4 separate regions of the Mus musculus genome follow, and regions 2, 3 and 4 are each linked to region 1. A link is a contact called in public Hi-C and HiChIP or PLAC-seq data. All regions are on one chromosome and are shown on one strand. Each heading gives the region's core, a stretch centred on a gene start, on an enhancer-like site or on the middle of the called end of the contact. The rest is flanking DNA. Distances are from core to core; before and after follow the strand shown.

Region 1 (3,972 bases), core at 371-2,870:
TTTTTCTCCGCAACTCAGGTTCTCCCATGCAACTTGACATTTCTCCCCAACAACACCCCCTCCACACACACACACACACACACACACACACGCCAGACCATGTCTAAAATTATCTGGAGCAGGATTTAGGGCACACGTGGGTCGGGAAATTAAAGACACTTGGACTTCAAGGAAGATGATTAAGAAGACAAAAGGAGAAAACTAGAAAAATGGTGCCACATAAGAAATGTGATCCAAAGAAGAGTTCAGGAGAGGTGGCACAGACTGTGAACCACATGATAAATCCCTGGGCGCTTGCGGGAGGGAAGCCCAGCACATCAAGCTCCCAATGCTTCTAAGGTCCCATCGCACCCACTAGGGACAGAAGGAAGCTTTCTGTGGAGTTCTGTGACCCTGAGAATGGTCAGTGGTAGCCCACACAAAAACTGGGGTGCAGAGCACAGTCCTGTCCCTCGAGTCCCTAAAGCCTAAATGTGAATAAGCACTCCCACCCACTCAGGAACTCCACGCACCTTCAGCCGAGCGCGACCCACCTCGCTTATTGCGTCTCCATCGGTTGCCTTGGCACTGGCTGTAATCCATACAGTTCAGAATGATGAGGGCAAATGAGAAGAGGCAAAAACGCATCTGGACGGTCGGGCTGGGGAGAGACACCTCTCAAAAGTCGAGGAAATGACGGGCTCCTGGAAGGAGACAGTGCGGGTCGCGCTCCTAGGGAGGACTTAGAGACAGATGTCACTGCCCTGCGGCTGCAATGATCAATTTGGCTCGATGAGCATCTCTCCCTCCACGGTGAACCTGGGAGAGGAGGAAAAGAGAAGCTGGGTGGGTGGAGGACTGAGAGAACCCGGAGGAGGTACCTGCACCTTCGCGCCTCTTAGTTTAAAGAAAGGAGGGAGGGAGGACGCGAACTCACTGGCACGATCCACGCAGCAGTTTAACGCAGATGGCACAGCTGCAGGAGACTTGGAGAGGAAGGTGATTACAATCAGTGAATTAGCAACCTCTGCGGAGCACTGCCTTCTGACCCTGGAGAAAGGGCGTTGTGCGAGCTCTGCAGAAGGAAAGGCGCTCTAGAAGCAGCCGAGCGCAGGGCTTTCAAGGGGCGCTCTGAAGCCTTTCGCTCCCCGGATGGGCTATCCCAGCGCCCCAGCACCAGGTGTAGATCGCCTACCGTGCGCTCGCGTCTCTCGGGCTGCACGGCGTGCCTAGGCGCGGCGCTCCATGCCAGGCTCTGGAAGCGAGCCGGGCTGTTTGGTCAGCACGTGGGCTCGGAAAAAGTTTGCGGACACCCGCCGGGAGCTCTTGGCAGCTTTAGGATTCCGCCGGCTGCAGAAGGGTCCGCGGACCCCGAGGGTCCTCGGGGCTGGCGGCGCCTAGCAAAAGCGCGCGGCCGGGCAAGCGCGACCGCAGGCGCTGAGATGCTGGGTCTCCGCCTGCGAGAGCGATTCCTAGTCGAGGGGCGCGTCCACTCTCTTCTTGGTGTCCGGGTCCAGTCGCTGCTCCCAGGGCTCTCTCCACCACCACTTCGCAGCTGAAGTTTCTCGCTGCCTGAGCTAAGGGAGACAGAACACTGCCCGGAGGCCGAAGGGATGTAGCCAGCGCACTTTCCGATGGAGATGCAGACAAGCTAAGGCTCGGGATGCTTCTATAAGTAGGTGGTGCTGTGGTCCAAGACATCTAAAGCCAGGCTGCCTCAGAGTTCCTGGGTCCTAAAGCCAGAAACGCTCGGGTTTCCCTGAGGTCCTAAAGAGTACTGACGGCATGCAGAGAGCTTCGTGTAAGAAAAATAATGCTCACCCGGCTTTCCCAGAGGGATGGTCTAAACTGAAGAGCACCTAGGGTGAGCGATATGGCCTGCCCTTGCTGTTCACACCCAAGGTGTCCTCTCGGGAACAATGGAGTCGATTCCCACCTCACCAATTAGCCTTTCTCCAGAAGAATTTGATGGGGAACTGAAGGTACCTTCTACTTTCCTCCTGAGTGCCAGGATGAGACTGCTGCTTCTGAAAAAACACTTCAGCCTTTAAAAAAAAAAAAAAAACAAGAAGACAAACCTCTGCCCTTTTCCCAAAATTTAAATCCTAGCCCTGCTCTGAAGGCAGACGTCCCCAGAAATTGAAACGCATGCTCAGTTTAAGGAGTAAGTTTAGTATTTCCCATTGCCTTTACCTTTCCACACAGCTGTTTTTTTTCCTTTACTTTATTTTTTTCCCAACAGATTTCACAAACATATGTGATACTTTGCAATACTCAAAAAATTGGGAGCTTTCTTCTTCAGAAATCGAATGTTTACCACTAGTTTGTTTTGTTCTTAATCTTTACCCCTCCTTTGTTTCCCAAGGTCTGAATTAAACTTCAAATGCCCTGAGTTGGAGAACTACTTACTATATCACTCATTAAAAACATTAGGTGCTACCAATTTTAATCTAGTGAAATCGTCTGCCATACATTCACTGCTATTGGGAATAATGTATTTCCTCTTTGAACAGAAGATAAGAATCTATAATGTTAGACTTGGCAATATAGGGAAATAATGTATGTCTTCTTTGAGCAAAAGATAAGAATCTATAATATTAGACGTGGCAATATAGACGTCTCTTTAAATGTGTTACTAGGCACGTTGTTACTGTAGCTTTTTAGTGGCTGTTGGTTGGTTTTATTTTTGAGATTGGGTTGTAGCCCAGGCCAACCTGGAACTCATCCTAGTAAGGCTGACCTAGAATTCCCAATCCCTCTGCCTCCACCACCTAAGAGCTAGGATTACAAACACATGCCCAGCCCAGGCTCCTTAATAACATTTTGTACTATTTCAATTCTCCCTTTTGTTCCTTCAGTTTCTGCATGGGCTCAGAAATTTGAACTGAAGAATCATATAGAAGTAATGGGGGCTTTAATAGCCATGTTTATTAATCACTCCACTATTTGGCTGTGATATTTCTGTTCTAGGAATTGGGGTCCCTGAGAACGACTAAGTGAGCCAGAGTTGAAGTTACTGGTGCCGTTTCCTTGATAAGAAAATTGAGCCATGAGACTTGCCCACAGGGTGCAAACTTCTGACAGGACACTTGGAAGCAGTTACTTTGACCCAGCTTCTCAAATCCTCAACTTTTATTTAAAAAAATATATATTTAGTGTGTGTGTGTTTGTGTGTGTGTGTGTGTGTGTGTGTGTGTGTTGGTGTTTTGCCTGCGTGTGTGCAAGTATGTTGCATGTGTTCCTGGTCCCTTTCAAGGCCACAAGAGGGTGTCAGATCTCCAGGGAATAGACTTACAGACCGTTGTCAGTGGACATGTGGATGCTGGGAATTGAACCCTCAGTCCTCTGGAAGAGCACACAGTGTTCTTAACTGTTGACATTTTATCACAAAATTTGGAAATGACTGGAAACAACTCAGCATAGGCTATTCTCTCTCCAGCTTGATAAGCAGCACTCTCTCCTCTCACCCAGTGTGCTGTCCTATAAGGATGAAATTCAAGAGGAAAGAAAACGCTTCCCTAAATAAGCTTCTCGGTTCCTGCATAGCTCTGAACACACTTAAGAGTGATGCATTTATCAGCAACCATTCAAATGAGCACAAACACAAGGGTATGTCGCACTACTTCACTGGGTTACTTTGCACAGTTATCTGGATCTCCACTTCTATGGCAGTAGTTTCAGGAAATTAGATCAAGTTCCCTTTCACCTCTTCTACCTAAAATCCATCTTTTAGGAATTTGCCATGGGGTCTAAGGTGTCTGAGAGCAAAGTCATCAGTGAATAGATTGGATTTATGGGCTGCTTATCCCCCAATACTTCAGAATGTCGCTCCTTTGAGTTGCCCTGTCTTAACCTGAAATATTTTAGAGTGGCCAGCTTCAGTGTTCAATGTGTGAGAAAAGAATTTAACACATCACTTTTGCAGCCTATGGTCAAATGTGTTTAATAACACACACACACACACACAAAGATAGACACTGGGAGAAAAGATGC
Region 2 (3,972 bases), core at 1,089-3,588, 440 kb after region 1:
GCAAGTAAGGAGAATCAAGCAATTTGCTCAGTCCCTTAGACTAGATGTGGCAGCATTTAATTTTAAAATAAAACCCACACTTGTTCCAGCTAGGTGCCAGCAATGTTTGTCTCACCCAGCACCCACAGCTAGCTTCGCTGAGCCTCTCTGGTCTCTGTCTGTTCCTTGCTGAGAGTGTGACCACTGCCCTTTCCCCTGGCTGGCTTTGCTAAACCACACAGCAGGTGTTCCTCCTGAGGATTCCTGTTCCATCATCTATCCACTTATCCATTATCCACTCCCCACCCCCGCAGCGAGCTCTGCAATGGCCACCACATGGCTGCCCCCTCTCACTTGCCCATCTAAATTGTCAAGAATGGAGAACACCAGACAATCGTAATATTTAAAATCAATCAGATGACACAACCTCTAGGTGTGAAATCTATTGTCCTAAACTCATCAGCTATTCTATGTTGAAATTCTTCCAGTGGCAGAGGCCGCCACTGGGTCTAACATCTGCAAGTGCTCTCTCTTTCCTGCCTAGCTGAAAAAGCTGTTTCCCTTCTCTCGTGTTCTCTTCTTCCTCTCTCAGATCCAGAAAACCCACCTCTTATCCTTGTCCAGCAATTGGCTTCTTGTCTTCTTTATTAGCCAATCAAACAATTAGGGAAAAAAAATCCCCCTACAAGATGCTTTATTACAGTTCTTTTACAACGATATGTTTATTCTTTGGGAATTTCATCCAATGTATTTGGATCATATTCATCCTTCCTACTCCTGTTAACTGCTCTCAATCTGACATCCCCAAGCCCAAAAGTTCATGTCCCCTTTCTGTCTTTTAAAAATTAATAACCCACCACCGGTTTACATTTTCACTGTCCATTGAAGTCCTGTGTGTGAAACCATCCATAGACCCATGTTTGACCTAACAGGAGCCACACCTTTAAAGAAATCTGAATCTCCCTCCCGAAAAGTCATCACCTATCCATAGGTAGCTCCCCAGTCTGAGGTGGATTCTCATGGACTCTTCCCTCCTCCATAATAGAATATTGACTGGCTTGATCTTGTATGAGGGACCATGGCTGCTTTGAGATCATGAAATCATCAGTCCTGTCTTGTCTAGAAGAAACTGCTTTACTCTGGTCCTCTCTTAGCACTGGCTCATGACTACTTCTTACTTCTCTTACTCCCTGTGAGTGAGTTTGAATGTAGGATAATGTGGTGTCACTGAAAGTGTAATTTGTCCGAGCCTCACAAAGAATTGGGCTAAGAAAACAAAATAGAGGAGGGGTAAAAATGGAAAACTCTACAAAATTAAAAGGCAAAGAGCTGGAGAACATCTAGAACGTAAGGATCTTCTATGGAAATGAGAGGGCAAGAGGAAAGGATTTCTGTGATCCCCTTCACTTGCTCTCACTATCACTAGAGTAGAGCTGAAGCTTTGATACCTTGAATAAGTGAGCCACCCTCTGCTTGAAGTAACAAGCTCTATAGCAGTTAGATTGCCAAAAGAAGCAAGACTGCATTAAATTCTTAGAGTAGTGCTTACAAAGTCCCACAGCACAGTGTTGCTTAAGGCAACAAAATCAATTTTCTCATGGCTAAAAGTCTGATATCCAAGCATCAGCAGGATCAACACCTGGAGATGTAGCCATACACCTCTTCCAGCTCTGGGTTTTGCCAGTGGTCCTCAGAACTCCTAACCTTGTAAGACATCACTCAGGCATCCGCATCCCTCCTCATTCAGTGTTTTTTCCAATGGGTCTTTTTTATGCCTTTGTCAAATTTCCTACTTTTAAAATGTAAGTACTAGTTGCACTATTATAGCCCATCCAAACTCAGAACAAAGTTTTCTTTAAGTCTGTCCCATCTTTGAAGACCCCATTTCCCACATTCTTTGTAGCCAGGGCTTAAGAATCCAACATCTGTCTTTCTTGGGGTGGGGCAAAATTCAGCCTAAAGCAACTATTTTGATGATACCTTAAGAAGCCATAGAGCCACATATATTAGGCACCCCTCATTCATAAAGTGTGCTTTGAAATATTTTTGAGAAAAGCTGAAGTTCTGCAGAGATGTTTGAAAGGAGAGTAGAGTTAAGATTCTTTATAACTACATCTACATGAGGGATACCTCAAAACAACCTCGAGAGTAGCTGTGGCTAGAGAACATAATAATATTATAACTAAAAATGATGATAATAGACTCAGAAGCTAATTAGAGGATTTTGTATAACCAATTTTGATTTAGTAGGTCTGGATTAAATATGAGATCTTCTATTTTCACCAAGCATGCATGCCTGCCCTTCTGTTCGATGATTCATTATAAGTAACTGGTTTATGATTGTAACAGAGAGAGAGAGTCTAAGGCTTGCATAGTGAATCATCAAGCTGGAGACCCAGGAGAGATGATGGTTTAGTTCCACTCTAGGAACCAGGAAACCAGATGGTATAGTTTTGTTGAAAGCTTGGCAGGCTAGAGACTCGAAAATCCAATGTTCCAGCTTGAAGGCAGTCAGGCAAGAAGAATTCTCTCTCAAGCCTTAGAAAAGTCAATATGTATAACTCAGCCTATTATTTAGATGCTAATTTTGTTCAAATAATTTCTCTAAAGACACCCGGATTATCTTTTGATCACAAATTGGTAGCCCAATCAAGTTGATTCAAAGAATTAATAACTACTCCTATATTTTGAACACTTGTTTAATGTATTTCATCTCTTTTAATTCTCCTAATTTTTACAAGGATACCCACAGGCTGAAGTTGTTACTAATGTAATTTCACAGATGAAATATAAAGCCAAAAGAGAGTAGGTAAAACTCCTAATATATTATTAATAGTAAATAGTAGACTAGGACTTAGATACATGTTGTCCGGGTGCAGATGTGATGATATTGATCTCTGTTATTTTGGGAAGGGCAGTGGAAGCTTAAACAAATTGTTCCCACTTAATTTTCATGTGCCCAGAAAAGATGGCACCTAGCCACATGGAAATCAAGTGTGTTTGGTCAAAGGGATCTTTTGTGTATAATTGATTCATTTTTGCTGATTTATTTGTAAATAGTAAATGGCTTCTTGGAAGAATGGGAGAGGAACTTTACGATAATTTAAAATAAGGAAGAATGGTCAGATATTAATGTCTTTCAGACTCCAATAGATTAAAAAGTCTTCTTAATAGCACAGTACTTTTTGAACCAACATGGAGTCATATTTATTCCTAACATAGTAGATAGAAATAAATCTCCAAGGACAATTATAGACTTAGTTATGGCACATCCTATCTGTCCCTTACTAACATGATTAAGTAAGTGCTTCCAAACAGTTGACAGTTTCATTATGACCAAATCCCACTAATCATACAAAACTAGAGAAGTCATTTAGACACATAAAGAGAAGGGAAAAGAGAAAGAACTGCATGATCTAATGAGGTTTTCCCATTTCCAGTATCTGCAAAATGCATTATTTAGTAATCCTTCAAAGATGCATATGCAATTTGAAGTAAATAATATGAGAACCACAAGCGTCTATTTTGGGACTAAAATTCAGCTGCTGTTGGTTTTCTGTGCTTGTCCTTGCATGCCTGTCTACTCACCATTAGCAAGTTTGCAGGGGCTTCTGCCTTAAGCAAGAGATGGGACCTTCCCTGAGCTTATTGGAAGCTTCCTTTGTTGAGCATTTAAGGGATTTAAAGTAGGTTGTTGCATCTACTTTTTCACTTCTAGGATTTTAAAAATAATTTCTCTTAGTCACTTTCCTATTGCCATGAGAAAACACTCTGACCAAGGCAACTTATGAAAGAAAGCATTGAATTTGAGTTTATGGTTCCAGAGTATTAGAGTTCATGGCTATTATGTTAGGGAACATGATAGAAGGCAGACAGGCATAGCACTGGAGTTTTCACTGATAGCTTAAATTTTGATCCACAAGCACAAAGCAGGTAGAGCTAACTGGGAGTGGCATGAGCTTTAGAAACCTCAGAGCACACCACAGTGACACA
Region 3 (3,972 bases), core at 484-2,983, 310 kb after region 1:
CCATTTTTTAATGGGGTTATTTGTTTTTTTGGAGTCCGACCTATTTTTTTTTTTACTTCCATTATCATTCTGGTTTTATTTTTTCCAGTATTTTATCTCCTTATTAAATTATTTCAACAACATACATGAACTTCCTTATTTCATTTTGCTGTCTGTATTCTCTGTGATAATTCTTGAGTCCATTGTGAGTTGTTGTGCCATATTTAAAATGATTTTTAAAATTCTGTATATGAACTTCTATGTTAATCATTTTTGCTGGAGGCCATTTGAATGAGGTTGGTAATTTTTGGCGGTATCAAGTTGTCTTAAATTTTCATGCTTCTTAGGTTTATCTCCTGGGATATGACTATTAGGGGGTCAAATTGTTGCTTAAGACTGGAGGTCAGCTGTGGTGCAGTGCTATGTTAGATTGGTGTTCCAGGTACCAGGCTCTATCTTTTGACTGCTGCTGAGGGTTGAGTTTGAATATTTCCTGTTTGCAACTATTCAGTAACTAACCCATTTTTCATAACAGTAGATAATAACTGAATACAAAATGAGTATAAAATGGATGCTTTTTAAATATTAGTTCTTGAAGTGGTGAGTCAATGGCACTGTGTATACTGATAGTATGGGTGGAAGGGAGGCAAAAGGGTCACAACTGCAGTGTGACTAGCAATAAGTATTGGGCTGTTATACTGGAAGTAGAGGAGATTGGCCCACATAGGATTTTAAATAATTGAGTAAAAGCAAAAATGGGGGGGGGCGTGTGGGACATTTGGTTAATGATAGACTAAAATGAAGAGGTAAGTTTAAAGTAGGTCTGCATTTGAGCTTTCAGAAATGGAAAAGTAAGAGGAATGGGTATAAGAAAAGAGAAAGAGGAAAAGGAGAGATAGAGGTAGACATAGAGATAGATAGATATAGATAAATAGAGAAGGATGGAGGAAAAGCAAAAAAGAGAAAGAAACAGTATGGGATAATATTTACACTGCTCCGTTTTATCAGAGCATTGGTATGAATTTGACTGAAGCATTTAATATTGTTTTGAATGAAATATTTTTTTAAGTCTGCTTAGTCTGAGGAGAAACTTTTTTGTTTATATGGAGATTTTAGTCAACAATAGTATCACATCATATATTTGATATTTTGGTAAAAGCTATTACCTTCCAACATGGTAACTATTAGAAGAGATAGATAAGTTAATTAATTGTAGTAATAATCTCAAATCATTACCCTATACACCATATATATATATATATATGTATATATATATATATATACATATATATATACATATATATATATATATTCTTTTGTCAATGATACTTCATTAAGGCTGAGGTATCATTGAGGACTGTGAAAGAATTGAATGAGTCTAGCTAAAGGAAAATAAAAAAACCTGGAGCGGCAGACACTAAAGACATTACATTTGATAAAATCGCAGGAAAAGTAGATAGTTATCTAAAGTTGCAGTAAAAGTAGAAAGTTACCTCAGCCCAAGTACCTCAGCCTCAGCTGTCTGTCACAGACTCCTTCCTCAGCAGCTCCCTCAGCTCCCCGCTGGCCCCGCCCCGCCTCGCCCCGCCCTCCGGCCCCGCCTCTCCGGCTTCTTCCCACTAGTCTGGCCACTCAGACCTCTCTGGCTCCGCCCTCTCTCCTCTTGAGTGGTTTACAAATGAGAGGAAGATTCCGCCCACTCCCCGCTATCGACCAATAAAAACTGGCTTCGTCATTTGCCACTTCCCGGTCGCGGGTGAAGTGCTGCGTCTCCCCGCCCTCTCTCCTCGCCGACTCCGGGTTCTAGGAAGATGGCGAAGGTCACTGAGCGTTACGATGTGACTTGGGAAGGTAATTTTGGGCGGGGAGGGTGCAGGAAGACCCAAAGCCCTGGGAAATGGTTTAGAATTACCCAGAATCCCCGGAGAGATTCGTACCCGGTTGTGTCCTCCGTCGGGCAGCTCTCCCTGAACTGCCCGAACCGAGTGGACACTGGGGCTGGTTCCTTCCTGGGCCCGGCCACAATCTGCGGCGTACCAGTGTCGCGATTGCTGGCCCGTACACCGATCCACCTGCCTCTCTGCGCACCGGTTTTGTCATCTACTGTTTAGGAGGCAGGAGGGACGCGGAGCTGCGGCTGTCACACAGCATGTGGTTTCTGGGAGGCGAGGAGGCGGGATCAATGTGTTGAAGCGAAGAGATAGTCCAATGGGATCTGTTTCTTCAACATGCACTTTCCATGGGTTTAGAAAGTCTCCCCTTTTAACTTCCTTGGCCAGTCCTATTTAAAGCACACACAATGTAGCTTCCTACTTACTTTCTGCCAACTAATTCATTTTCTGAAGGAGATTGTAACTGGTTAAATTGGAGGTATGTGTTCACATGTGATAGTCTTATCCTGTCTGATTGACCAAGAGTGGAGAATCTTTAAATAAAATATTTAAATCTTGGATCAGTTCTGTATGAGCTGTTATCTCTTTCAAAAAACGTTGGTGGGAGTCATGCTTAAGAAAATAAATGGGTGTTTTTAAAAGCATGAGATTTCTGTCCATATTCCCAGCAGTTGGCACAGTACAGTGTACTTCAGTAGCTAGTTTGCCCATTGAATACTTTTGTGGGATCTTTAACATGTAGAGTGAAATTTACATGAATTGTTTGAATGCAAATAAATCTCAAATAGTATAAGAAGGAAAAGATTTTATATTGAATAAAAAATGTAAGTCCTAGTTCTTTATGTCATATAAGACAAATGTTCAAAGAGTTTACAGTTTAATGGAACAACAGACCTGTCAATTCATTTTTAAAAGGTTCATGTCAACACATACCCTTCCACTGTAAAGTAGATAGGTTAGTAGGTGTTCCTTTCAATGCTTTTAAACATGTTATAAATACCTTAAGATTGTTGAAAAGTGATATTTTTAAGGTATGTGAAGGATAGCTTTTAAAATCTGTTAATGTGTACAAATCAAGGACAAAGATTATGTTACTGTTGGCAAGCAAAATGATTCTGCGTAGCTTCATGCTGTCCTGTGGGCATTCTAAGGTATAGCGATATAACTAGATTTGGAATAGTGACTGCTGTGTAATTTGTTGAGCAATGAAAGAAGAAATTATTTTTAAAGTGGTCAGTTAGCTTCTAACCTGAGAGAAAAGATTTTGTTGTTGGTTGATAGTTTTTTTTGTTTGTTTGGTTTTTGTTTTTCGAGACAGAGTTTCTCTGTATAGCCCTGGCTGCCACTCTGTAGTCCAGGCTGGCCTTGAACTCAGAAATCCACCTGCCTCTGCCTCCCAAGTGCTGGGATTATTATGTCATTCTGCTGAATGATCTGGCTCTAGATGGCATCTAGCTGGAGCCACTGCCTGTCCCAACTCTGAGCTGGCTCAGCTTGTCTTTCCTAGATTGCCTAAATTGGCATATACTTGTCTTCGTGGTTGGCACAAGTGATTCTTTCCATCAACAGAGTTCTCCCCTCATAGCCTCACTCTTAAATGTTAGTCTCTCAGAATCGTGCTCAAAAGTTACAGGTTGCAGTACCCTTAAGCACGCATCTTCTCACCCCTGCCACCATATTTACAAGAGAAGTAAAGAGGAAAAAACACGAAAATGAAAATCTCAAGCAACTGAATGGAACAAAACCTCCTGGACTATGTGCTTTCTTTCTATTGAAGCACTTGCTTGCTTGTTTTACCTCAAATTTTTTTCTCTGTTAGAATGAAAGAAACTAGGCCTACTTTGCTCACTTTTATGTAACTAGTGCTTGGCACAGCGAAGAAACTATTTACTAATTGACTGAATTATTCAAAGTGTTTACAACCAACACTAATAAGTTGTCCATGCTTTTTCTAGCTTTCTGGCCACTATCTTATGTGAACCTGGGCACCCCAGTGACTAGAACACAGTTTCCTTATTTTGTAAAATGAAGGCTTAATTTTCCTGAAAACCTGTTTTATGAGAATATGGATGGTTGATGAGATGACACTCAGATGGAGTTT
Region 4 (3,972 bases), core at 1,023-3,522, 290 kb after region 1:
AGTGGTACTTAAAATAGAAACACTGTTGCTGAAGTTTATTGTCTTTTCCATTTGTTAATACCCCCACCAACACACACATATTTGTAGACATAACAACACTGCCTGTTCTTATTCTAATGAAATTATATATATATATTCAAGTCAAATTTGCCACAAATTTGTGCCATGAGATACTTAAAGTATAATTTTATTTTTCTCCTTAGATCAGACTGGAGCAACCCTTCTCCTCCAAACATGGTTTTAAAATAACAAAGTTACAGTAGCTCTTGCTCTCTAACCTGTTCACTCCTTCAGAGATTTACTTAGAAAAGAGGAGAAAAAAATTTAAATAAGTCCCAGCTGGAAACCATGTGCCAACACTCTCAGAGTCTTTGTGTGTGTGTGTGTGTGTGTGTGAGTGTGTGAGTGTGTGTGTGTGTTTCTTTAAAGATACAGAAAATAAGAGTAAGAATCAAGTCTATTTATTTGGAAGAGTTATCCCGAAAAAGTTGTTCTAGAATAGGTGAATGCTGTTTCCTATTGTCCCAAGTTATCTATCAAATGCCGTTAGAAGCTTTGTCAGCATTACTGCAAGTGTGCTGTGAGGCCATTCCAGATGGAAGTTGGCACCGTTTTCTGGTAAACATAGATATACTCCTTTTCCTGGAATTTTCTAGCAAATCCTTATAATTCCCCTGGTGTTAAAAAGAGGAATTTTAAGATACAATAATGTGAGGGTAAATAGTGGCTATTACTTAAAAAGAGAGTAGACAAATGTTTCACTTTTCTCACACACCCTATTCATTATAACTCCACCAGTCCAAAAAGTCCCCAAGTTGGTAAAATAAAATAAAATAAAATAAATGTTTTGATGGGGTTTCTGCTTTTCCACAAATCCTCACTGAGACTCTGAGCATAAGTGTTGAACATGACATGACAATGTCAAGAAGGATTTAAAGTTTACTGAAAAGTATACATATTATTTATAAGAGAATAGGATAAGTATGTCTGGGGAGCAGGACTTACTTCCCTCTTCTATCTTGTCCTTTATCTATGCTGTAGGTCTATGTGTAGGCGAATGAGGTGATCAGGAAAGATGACTTTACACAGAGTACTCAACAAGTAGTATCTAACAATTCAAATATTGCTACTGAGCTCAGTGTGGTTGTGCATACTTGTGACCTCGGCATCTCAGTTAAGGTGCAAGGACTAAGACTTTGAGGCTAGTCTGGACTACATAATTAGACCTTGGCTCAGAAAACATCTACAAATACTAAATAAAAAAAAAATGTCGCCATGCAGAATGAAGGATTCTATGCTCGCTACTTATAATTCTTGTCATAATTAACAAGTGTCACCATGACTAGTTTACATTTTAGAAAACTAGGGCTCAGTAAACAAATTGTTAAGCATCTGTCAACATGCTTAAGACCAACATTTTAACTAAACGCTTTGAAAAGAAAATGCAAATTTAGTGTTACAAGTGATCACTACTAGTTACTAATGGATGATTCCCTATTTGAGTTTGTTTGATGCTCTCTCATGATTAGATTGAACTTATAGGGCTGAAGCGATGGCTCAGCGGTTAAGAGGCTGCTGTTAACAGATGGCTGCTCTTCCAGAGGTCCTGAGTTCAATTCCCAGCAACCACATGGTGGTTCACAACTATCTTTAATAGGATCTGATGCCTCCTTCTGGTGTGTCTGAAGACAGCTACAGTGCACTCATATACATTGAACTTATAGTTCAAATCTCAAAATATTGACATTAATATAAAATTAAAGAAATGGAAGCCCTTACTATATAATCTTTTCTTTTTGCTAGATGAATGTTTTAATCTATTATTTTAAGATGCAAAATAAACACTCCAGAAATACAAAGAACAAAAGGAAACTAATATCATGGCGAACTAATGAAGTGGTAACAATATGAATTAAGTGGTAGCATTTAAAGCACATTTATGTTGGTTCTTATTTCATAATTTGATTTAAAAGAATTTTTAAGTGAAAATTACATTGCCTAAACATGCCTAAAACTGGAGCACATGCTTTCCCAGGGGAGAAGCTGGTAAAGTATCATGGGGTTGATGAAACGCACTTGGAAGGTGGGCACATTTTCTGGAAAGATTCTACCAAGGAATTGGCCTTTTACCTAAATAAATCTATGGAGTTGACTAAGGATTGCTCTCTTACGAGCAAAGCGGCATGTGATTTATGAGCTGAAAGATGAGACCTTATGCTCAGTGTGGCTATTGGCCTTTAAGCTAATTCTAGGCAAAAGTGTGATCAGTGAAAGAAAATGAGGAGCAGTAAAGTAAGTGGTTTGTGGCTGGTGGCCAGGGTGGACAGTTCACAATTATAGGTCTTAGAGAATGATTTAGTAGCTTGTATGTAGAATGCTACTACCAACTCACTTATGAGAGGGACTACCCCCAAAATGAAAATTACATCTGTAATAGAATAGCACATAATTATTAGCATATGCATAAACTAATATTTAGTGTTTACTGAAATAAGTACTTTTATGGGCATTTCTTTCAAGTTATGAATCTATAGTTTTGTGGCAAACTAGAGGCAGGGTTTCTCTAGGGACCACTGGGTCATGGTACTTGTACTGAGGGACTTCTGCATATTCAGTATTCACAATGGATAGTTTTGAATTTACATTTTACACGAGGACTGTTACATTTACAGATGTATGCATGTCTCTGAATAGAATATGCACTATGGGAAAATTAAACAAAAATTGTTAGAAAAAGTGGACTCAAGTATGGTTGTAAATCTCAAAGAGAAGAAACAGCTCTAATTTATGACCCCTGTGGGAGAAATTTCTGGGTGTATTCTTTCTGGATGTACTTTCTCCTCTCTCTCACAACTGTGGCACAGAGGGGTAATCACCAGTATGAACTCTACTGTGAAAGGGCTGAAATGACCTCACTGAACATGATTCCAAAGACTCTTCTTTGCTTTCTGAAGTAACTGGATATGAAATCTATGGCGAGTGTTTTAAATCTATACACATCACAAATTACAGAAAGCACAAAAATGTTAAAAGTGCCCAAAAATGTTATAGTTCAGACAGAAAAAGGGAGTTGGGTTTTTGTGTTTTAAAGCATGATATTAAATTACATACAATCCTTTAGAAATGTATTAAAAACAATGCTTGGTATTGTCCTCCAACAAGTCCATGTCCACTTGACTTTTGGTAAACAAAGCTCTAAGTTTCTTTTCTTGGGTTGGAGTGAAAATTTATTGAAATGAAATAAAGATTAAGGAGCATTTGTTCTTTTAGAAACAAAATGGATTATGATTTTAAATAATTATAAATAGTAACATTATGACTTATAAAAATGATAAATCTCTATATAGCTGTTGTAGTGAGAGCAGTTTTCTTTAATAGATAATTGTCCTGGAAAATATATTGTGCTATGCGTCATGAGGCACTTTAACTCTCTATGACTAAGAACAAATCAATAAATCAATTCTACATAAATAATTTGGGGAGAAGATGAGTATTACAAAATCAATTAACACAGTATGGCACTCTGTACTATTAAATAATGAACACCGAATAAATGTCATAAAGACTATTAACTTTAAGAAATTGTTTTAGTCTCTCATAATATCTGCAGATAGCAAATTGATTGAATAAACCACACAACTGGAGCACTCTAAAACTTTTTGGATCCAGTTTGATAAATAATAAAAAGTTAATCCCATTTTAAAGAATATGAGCTCCTTCAAAGTTATTCCTGTCTATCCTAATGTAGATTCTAATCACTTGCTATTTTTCATTGTGTTGAGATAATCAAATGAGCTAGTTACTCACATCATGCCTGACACATTGATCATAATGTGGGTGGTATGATAATTCAATATTTAAATGTTTATGTATTTTATACATATTTATCACAATTATGAGCCAGTGTCCATTCAGATAAGGTAAAATTTCTTAATTTAAATAAACAAAAAAACTCATTTTCAAGTAATGAGA

Evidence for each region. Hi-C and Micro-C count contacts between places; a contact is called where the count stands out from the background. HiChIP or PLAC-seq counts read pairs in DNA pulled down with a chosen protein or histone mark.
Region 2: a Hi-C map of embryonic fibroblasts shows a contact between it and region 1, with 2.6 times the contacts expected there. The contact joins the enhancer-like site here to the promoter of Rspo2 in region 1. A contact is called at or near these places in 9 of 39 promoter capture datasets (the 3T3-L1 cell line, 3T3-L1-derived adipocytes, cranial neural crest and 5 more), 4 of 484 Hi-C or Micro-C datasets (adipose-derived mesenchymal stem cells, embryonic fibroblasts and fibroblasts), 1 of 115 datasets of contacts at active chromatin or transcription factors (embryonic stem cells) and 1 of 9 other capture datasets (liver).
Region 3: a contact with region 1 is called in an H3K4me3 HiChIP or PLAC-seq map of craniofacial prominence, with 4 times the contacts expected there. The contact joins the promoter of Emc2 here to the promoter of Rspo2 in region 1. A contact is called at or near these places in 8 of 39 promoter capture datasets (the 3T3-L1 cell line, 3T3-L1-derived adipocytes, cranial neural crest and 4 more), 2 of 484 Hi-C or Micro-C datasets (embryonic stem cells and forebrain), 2 of 115 datasets of contacts at active chromatin or transcription factors (craniofacial prominence and pancreatic cancer cells) and 1 of 9 other capture datasets (adipose tissue).
Region 4: a contact with region 1 is called in a Hi-C map of the C3H10T1/2 cell line, with 3 times the contacts expected there. The contact joins the enhancer-like site here to the promoter of Rspo2 in region 1. A contact is called at or near these places in 4 of 39 promoter capture datasets (the 3T3-L1 cell line, embryonic stem cells, hippocampal neurons and 1 more), 6 of 484 Hi-C or Micro-C datasets (the C3H10T1/2 cell line, adipose-derived mesenchymal stem cells, cortical neurons and 2 more) and 1 of 9 other capture datasets (adipose tissue).

Annotation. Positions count from the first base shown.
Region 1 is chr15:43,169,198-43,173,169 of GRCm38.p6, forward strand. Rspo2 (R-spondin 2) reads right to left here and starts at 1,621. Exons shown (of 6, transcript NM_001357956.1): 1 at 1,175-1,621; 2 at 534-798. The coding sequence starts at 627.
Region 2 is chr15:43,607,718-43,611,689 of GRCm38.p6, forward strand. No RefSeq gene overlaps it. Among named protein-coding and RNA genes, the nearest start is that of Gm41316, 110 kb to the left of the region's middle. Within about 2 kb of position 2,339, at least 25 of the 459 cell types and tissues checked have an H3K27ac peak or open chromatin away from gene starts, as enhancers often do. A contact at or near this core is called in adipose-derived mesenchymal stem cells and embryonic fibroblasts, where this site is marked.
Region 3 is chr15:43,475,496-43,479,467 of GRCm38.p6, forward strand. Emc2 (ER membrane protein complex subunit 2) reads left to right here and starts at 1,734. Exons shown (of 11, transcript NM_025736.2): 1 at 1,734-1,830. The coding sequence starts at 1,791. Gm10373 (predicted gene 10373) reads right to left here and starts at 1,541. Exons shown (of 3, transcript NR_046064.1): 1 at 1,473-1,541.
Region 4 is chr15:43,458,524-43,462,495 of GRCm38.p6, forward strand. The region is part of intron 1 of Gm10373 (predicted gene 10373); the gene reads right to left. Among named protein-coding and RNA genes, the nearest start is that of Gm10373, 17 kb to the right of the region's middle. Within about 2 kb of position 2,273, at least 4 of the 459 cell types and tissues checked have an H3K27ac peak or open chromatin away from gene starts, as enhancers often do. A contact at or near this core is called in the C3H10T1/2 cell line, where this site is marked.